Linked DNA regions of Macaca mulatta: region 1 is linked to region 2. The links are chromatin contacts, called in public Hi-C maps. All regions are on one chromosome and are shown on one strand. The core of a region is the stretch at or near the end of the contact, and the rest is flanking DNA. Distances in the headings are between cores, read along the strand shown.

Evidence for each region. Hi-C and Micro-C count contacts between places; a contact is called where the count stands out from the background.
Region 1: a Hi-C map of fetal cortex germinal zone shows a contact between it and region 2, with 2.3 times the contacts expected there. The contact joins two enhancer-like sites. A contact is called at or near these places in 6 of 14 Hi-C or Micro-C datasets (CD4 T cells, blood, cortical neurons and 3 more).

What each region holds. Positions count from the first base shown.
Region 1 is chr14:72,970,982-72,973,681 of T2T-MMU8v2.0, forward strand. The region is part of intron 2 of PDE2A (phosphodiesterase 2A); the gene reads right to left. Among named protein-coding and RNA genes, the nearest start is that of MIR139, 17 kb to the left of the region's middle. Within about 2 kb of position 1,265, at least 10 of the 40 cell types and tissues checked have an H3K27ac peak or open chromatin away from gene starts, as enhancers often do. A contact at or near this core is called in fetal cortex germinal zone, where this site is marked.
Region 2 is chr14:72,932,981-72,935,680 of T2T-MMU8v2.0, forward strand. PDE2A (phosphodiesterase 2A) reads right to left here. Exons shown (of 31, transcript NM_001130826.1): 6 at 2,368-2,423. Among named protein-coding and RNA genes, the nearest start is that of MIR139, 21 kb to the right of the region's middle. Within about 2 kb of position 1,276, at least 5 of the 40 cell types and tissues checked have an H3K27ac peak or open chromatin away from gene starts, as enhancers often do. A contact at or near this core is called in fetal cortex germinal zone, where this site is marked.

The sequences.
Region 1 (2,700 bases), core at 15-2,514, 38 kb after region 2:
CTCAGGGCAGAGAATCAACAGGGAATTGTTGGGTGAGGGTGTGGAGGACAAGGGAGTAGTCTGGAGTGACTCCCAGGTGAGTTGGGAGGAGGAATCCTCATGGGAGGACTTCCAGGCTGGGGATATATGGGGTGAGGGGAGTTGGCCTTGATATGGGGGTGGTCCTAGTCTGGAAGGCTGGGGCTGGGATATGACTCCAGCCTCCCCGTCCTCCCAAGGGTGAGGGCACCACTCAGACTGATCTTCAGTCTGCGCCCCACCCCCTCAAGCCCACCCACTTCTCCCTCCACTGAGCTCTCACCTCTAGTCGGTCGTCTCTATTCCCTGGGGGTCCTGGCTCCTTTGCAAGGGGGTCCAGGCTGGCTGCAGAGACAAGAAGGTCAGGGGCTGAGGCCGGCCAGGCCTTCTCCCCTTCTCCCTAGCCTGCCCTCCCATTAGCCCCCAGCAGGCCCATGGATGGCCCCCTCCTCCAGGAAGCCTTGCCCGCTTGCACCTTGCTCTCTCCCCAGACTCCCTCCTTATTCTCTGCTTCCCATAGGCACCTGTGGCTCTGCCATATTCTCTGTTCCTTGACTCTGAGGACAGAGCCATAGTCCTTCTTTCCACCTAGGGCTTCTAAGGAGTGGAAATGACCACCTCTTTACTCTTTCTGAGGCCTCCTCCACTTCTGCTTCTCTCCAGGGAGCTCCACTAGCCCTCTCTAAGCCTCAGTTTCCCTATCTGTAAAACGGGATCCATAATGTCCACCTCACATAGTCACTGGGCCTCCACAGTGAGTTGGGCCTTTACTCACAGACAACCAAGGGGCTTCCAGCCCAGGTGTTGTGAGTCTCAAATGAATGTGAGCGCATGTGGGAGCCCCCGCCCCAGCCTGGCACCCAGTCATCTGGACTGGGATCAGATCCTCCAGCCTGTATCCCACCGGCACCACTTCCACAGCTCCTGGAATGCTGGCGGTGGAGACATTGCCACAGCAGCCTGGAGACACAACAGGGACCTGCCCACTCGTTCTCCAGAAGCCCACCATCCCACGGCATTCCAAACCCCCAGCCTCTCTGAGGGGCACTGCCTAGGGCCTGGCTGCCAGGCTGCTGCCCCTCTCCACCCCCACCCAACAAGCCTACCCAGGCATCGGACAGGCGGCGGGATATTCTGAGCCTGGCTTCGTTCCCGTCAGCTGCTGGCCGCCATGCCAGCCTGGCGCGGGTGCAGGGGCTGATTTGATTTGGCAGCTTCAGCATCGTGTGGTGGGGACTGGGAGGGGGAGGGGGATGAGACACCCATCCCTGCTAGTCCCTGCTAGGAAATAAACAGCCTGAGGCGCTCCTTCTGTGAGCTGGGGGGAGGGCACAGTCTGGCATGGAGGAGGTTCTGGGTTCCCTGCTGGTGTCCCCCTCTTCTCGCCTGGGCACTGGATACCTGCCCACGACTGCTGGAATCTCTGGCTCTCCTTGGGTTGACCGTAGGGGTGACAGGAGCTGCACCTGGTGTGCGGAGGCTTGTGGTGTGGCCGAGGCAGGGTGTCTGGTTGTCCCACATGTCCCTTTTTCCTGCAGGGTCTTCCCTCTTAGCTGCGCCTGCAGCTGGGCCTGAGTGTCACCTCGGGAGACTTGGTCTGTGTGTGGTGTGATGGTCTAGGTGTGGCCATCTCCCGCAGTGACTGTGGTGTGTGGCTGGGCCTCTATGAGGTGCTGACTGCAGCCCAGGGTGTGGTGAGGTCACCCATGTGCCTGACTCTCCTGTAGGGCCTGGTATGTATTGGCCCTGGCCTGTTCCTTCCCTCTGTGCAATGACCCCACTCACCCAGCTGTGTCCGGCAGAGGAAAAGAGGAAATGACGAGGGTTGAGATAAGTGCCTGACCCCAGGGCCGTCCCTTTTATCCACAAAGCCTGAGTCTTCTTTTCCACCCACAGCCAGATGGGCCACCTGCTAAGCAGCCAGGGACAGCCCCTCCCCTCCCCTGACAGGAGGGAGTGCCAGTTTCATGGCAGAATCCAGCTCCCCCATCAGGCCTCCCATCACTCCCAGGACAGGTTCCTGCCCCCCAGCAGAGGCACTGCCCCGAGGTGGAGGCAGGCTGCTGGCTCCTGTCCCTCCCCAACCCCACCCAACTTCTGGTTCCCCGTCCAGCCAATTTCAAGTGTGGAGAAAGTGGTTAGGATAAGGGGAGTCTCAGCTAGGTATTCCCAGCTCCCCATAATCCCACCCAGCCTGTGTTTACCACTCTCCTATCTCTTGTACACAGGCCCCCCAGGCCAGAGAAGTTCACCCCTCCTGGACACTGGAATCTGCACCAAGCCGCCAATAACCTACCAGTGCCCTGGAGGCCTGGACTCCCTAGCCGCCAGTTAGAGAACTGCTGCTGGAGAAACAGGGCTTCTGATGCCCAGACCTCTGCACTGTGGGGTCAGACCAGGACCCTAGTCCTAAGGGGCCAACAGGCCAGGGCTGTGTCCAAGCCACCAGCCAGGGAGGTCAGGGGAGGGTAGAGTCTGCTTTAGGGAAGAGTTAGCCTCTCATCTGTCACCTCCTCCCCATTGTCCCACGTCCTGTGGGGACCTCAGGGCTCTCCCCACCCAGCAACAGGAAGCTGAACCCCTCCTGGAGACACTGAAGGAGTGGCCCCAGGACTGAAGGGGGGACTCAGCCTTGCCCTTTGAGTCACAGGAGGAACATAGGCTCACAGAGTACAGTTGTCA
Region 2 (2,700 bases), core at 26-2,525:
GCAGAGACTCAGAGAGGGGAATGGGGCTTGTCGAGGAAGAAGCTGGTGACTCGACCTTCCCAAAAGATCAGCCCTGTGGCACTCCATCTACCTTCTGCACCCTCTGCCCTCAGATTCTGGCAGCAGCTGGAAAGTCTGGGGCTGCCTGTGCTGCTTCTGGGAGGCAGTGAGATCCTGTGGGCCAGGGAGCATCTGCCAGACGTGTATGCCTTGGGGAGGGGCATCCTGGGGAAGTGCATTTCCACAGGAGTGGGAAGGTGCAGGCTTGGAGGAGAGGCAGATGTGAATAATCTAAACACCTCTCAAGAGCTCTTCCCTGCCCAGGGTATTTGAGGAAATGAAGGGATGGTTGTTGAAAACTCCTGGCAGCCAGAGCCCAGCTGGCTAGCATACTACTCAATAGCATGCACCCCTATTTCAGCTTCCCCAGGACCACACTCTCCCCTCAGCACACCACCCCTTCCCCCGGCCTCCTTCCTGCCTCGCTCACATTCCTCCTCTGCCTAGAATCCCCTTTCCCTTCTTCCCTGCCTGTGGACCTCCTACCCGTGCCCCAAGGCCCCACACAAATGCTCTCTCCATGGTGAGGCACCACTTGCTGCTCCAGGCTCTGCCATCAGAGCACCTGCTGGCAACAGTATTTCATCTGGCCCGTGGTGGAGAGGGTGTCCCCACCTTCCCCAAGACTGAGAGCTCCCTGAAGGCAGAGTCAGCTCCAGCACCCAGCCTGCCGCAGGATCACAGCAGAGTTCTACTGGGTGAGTTAAGTGTAAGTGATCTGATCCCACCAGCATCCCTGAGACACACACACACACACACACACACACACACACACATTGGCCTCTGGCCCAGCCTGAGCCAAGGTGAGCAGCGGCCATGGCAAGCATTCTGCCCACAAGGGGAGTAACCTTCCAAATGTTTTCCCCTTGCTTCCCTCCTGACCCAGTCCTCACAGCCTCAACCTAAGGAAGTCCTTCTCAGGCACCTGGCACCCCAGGCCTTTTGCCCTTAGCAGAAAAGGAGGTGCTCAACCCAGCCACCGCCTCCCAACCCCCACCTCTGCACATAGCCCCTCATCTCGGTGCCCCTCAAAGCTGACCAGCCCTGGGAGAGACCGAAAGCAAAGAATAGGGGGAGGCGGCCCCCTGAGAACTCCATGCAACAGCAGCTCCATTCCAGAAGCTGGAAACAGCTTGCGGAGAAACCAAGAAGGGGGAAACAGCTTGCGGAGAAACCAAGCAGCGGCCTCGGCTCCCTCAGTCAAGCAGATGGGTGTGGAGGAGATCCAGCCAAGTACCCCTCCTCTCCTCTCCCCTCTCAGCCATCCCCCACTCCCACCGCCCTCTCCTGCCAGCAGCTCAGAAAGGTCAGGCGCCTGGGAAGCCTTTAATTCCATTTTAATGAGCTGGAGAAGAGTCCCCGGGGAACCAACACCTGCTCATTTATCTGTCCATGCCCCCAAGCCTGCCCTTTACCGGAATGGCAGCCCCCTTGACAAAAGCAGAACCCCAATAATAGCAATTTGGGAAACTCATCCTTTGGTTACTAGGATAGAACAAGAGTTTGAACCCCCACCTCCATACAGGAGAAGAAACTTAAAGAGCCACAGAATCTCACCCCCACAGGCTCTGCACTTCCACAACCCCCTCCGTGGAGCAGAAACCCTGGGAACTCTGCGAGGGGCTGTGGAGGGAGCCTTGCCTGGGTTCCGGGGCTCTGGAAGAGCATCCACCACTTCCCACTAACACTCCTTCCTCAGCCACTCCAGGAAGCCCGCCTAGCTACCTGTCTTCTACCCAGCCTCAGCCCTGGGTCTGGCTGGCCTGCCCATGGCCTTTCTGTCCTCAAGGCCCCCAGCTCCAGCCACTCCAAATCTCTGGCTAGTTTTCTACACTGTCTCTGTTGGTCAGGCCCTTAGGTCCATCTGTCCCTCTGCAGCCTCTCTCTTCACACCTCACTTGGTTCATGCCCTCCTGGACACGGTCCCCACCCCATCTGGAGGATCCCAAAGAGAAACCAAGGTTAGTGCTGTGTATGCCAATGGCTGGGCCTTCTAACCTCATGGGGGCTGAGAGTCCAGCAGGGGCTTGCACATCCCTCAGAAAGCTGCTGACTGGGCCAATGGCTTCATCCTACCCATTCGAGGTGGGGCAGAAGGCTGGGGTGTGGGAGATGCCCCAACTCCTCCCACCCCCACACCCCCACTTCCCCTCACTCCATCCTCACTTATGGCTCCCATCTCTCTCTCTCACACACACACATACACACACACACATACACACACACACACGCCCCAGACAGGCTCTATCCACCACTCCCTCCCGTGGTCTCCTCTCCCCACATCCCACCACCTAGGCAGGCTCTTACCAAGATGACAGCTGCCACGGCCCCGGCCTCCTTGTCCACTAGCGGTATGACCAGCACTGAGGGGGAGAGGGCAATGAGGTGCTCCTGCAGGGCTGGTGAGGCTCAGAGATACCAAGCCGGGACCCAGGGCGGGGACACAAAGATGTAGACAAAGAGAGGCCAGGACAGAGACACAGAGAGACCCCAAAACCCACAGAAACATAGAGGCGGGTCCTGAGGCAGTGACAAAAACAACCTCAGCAACAGCCTCTGCATGGAAGGAAACCCCTTCACTCAGTAACCTTCTCGTGATCCTCTCAGGGTTGCAGGGAGGAAGGCAGGTGAGGCTGAGCA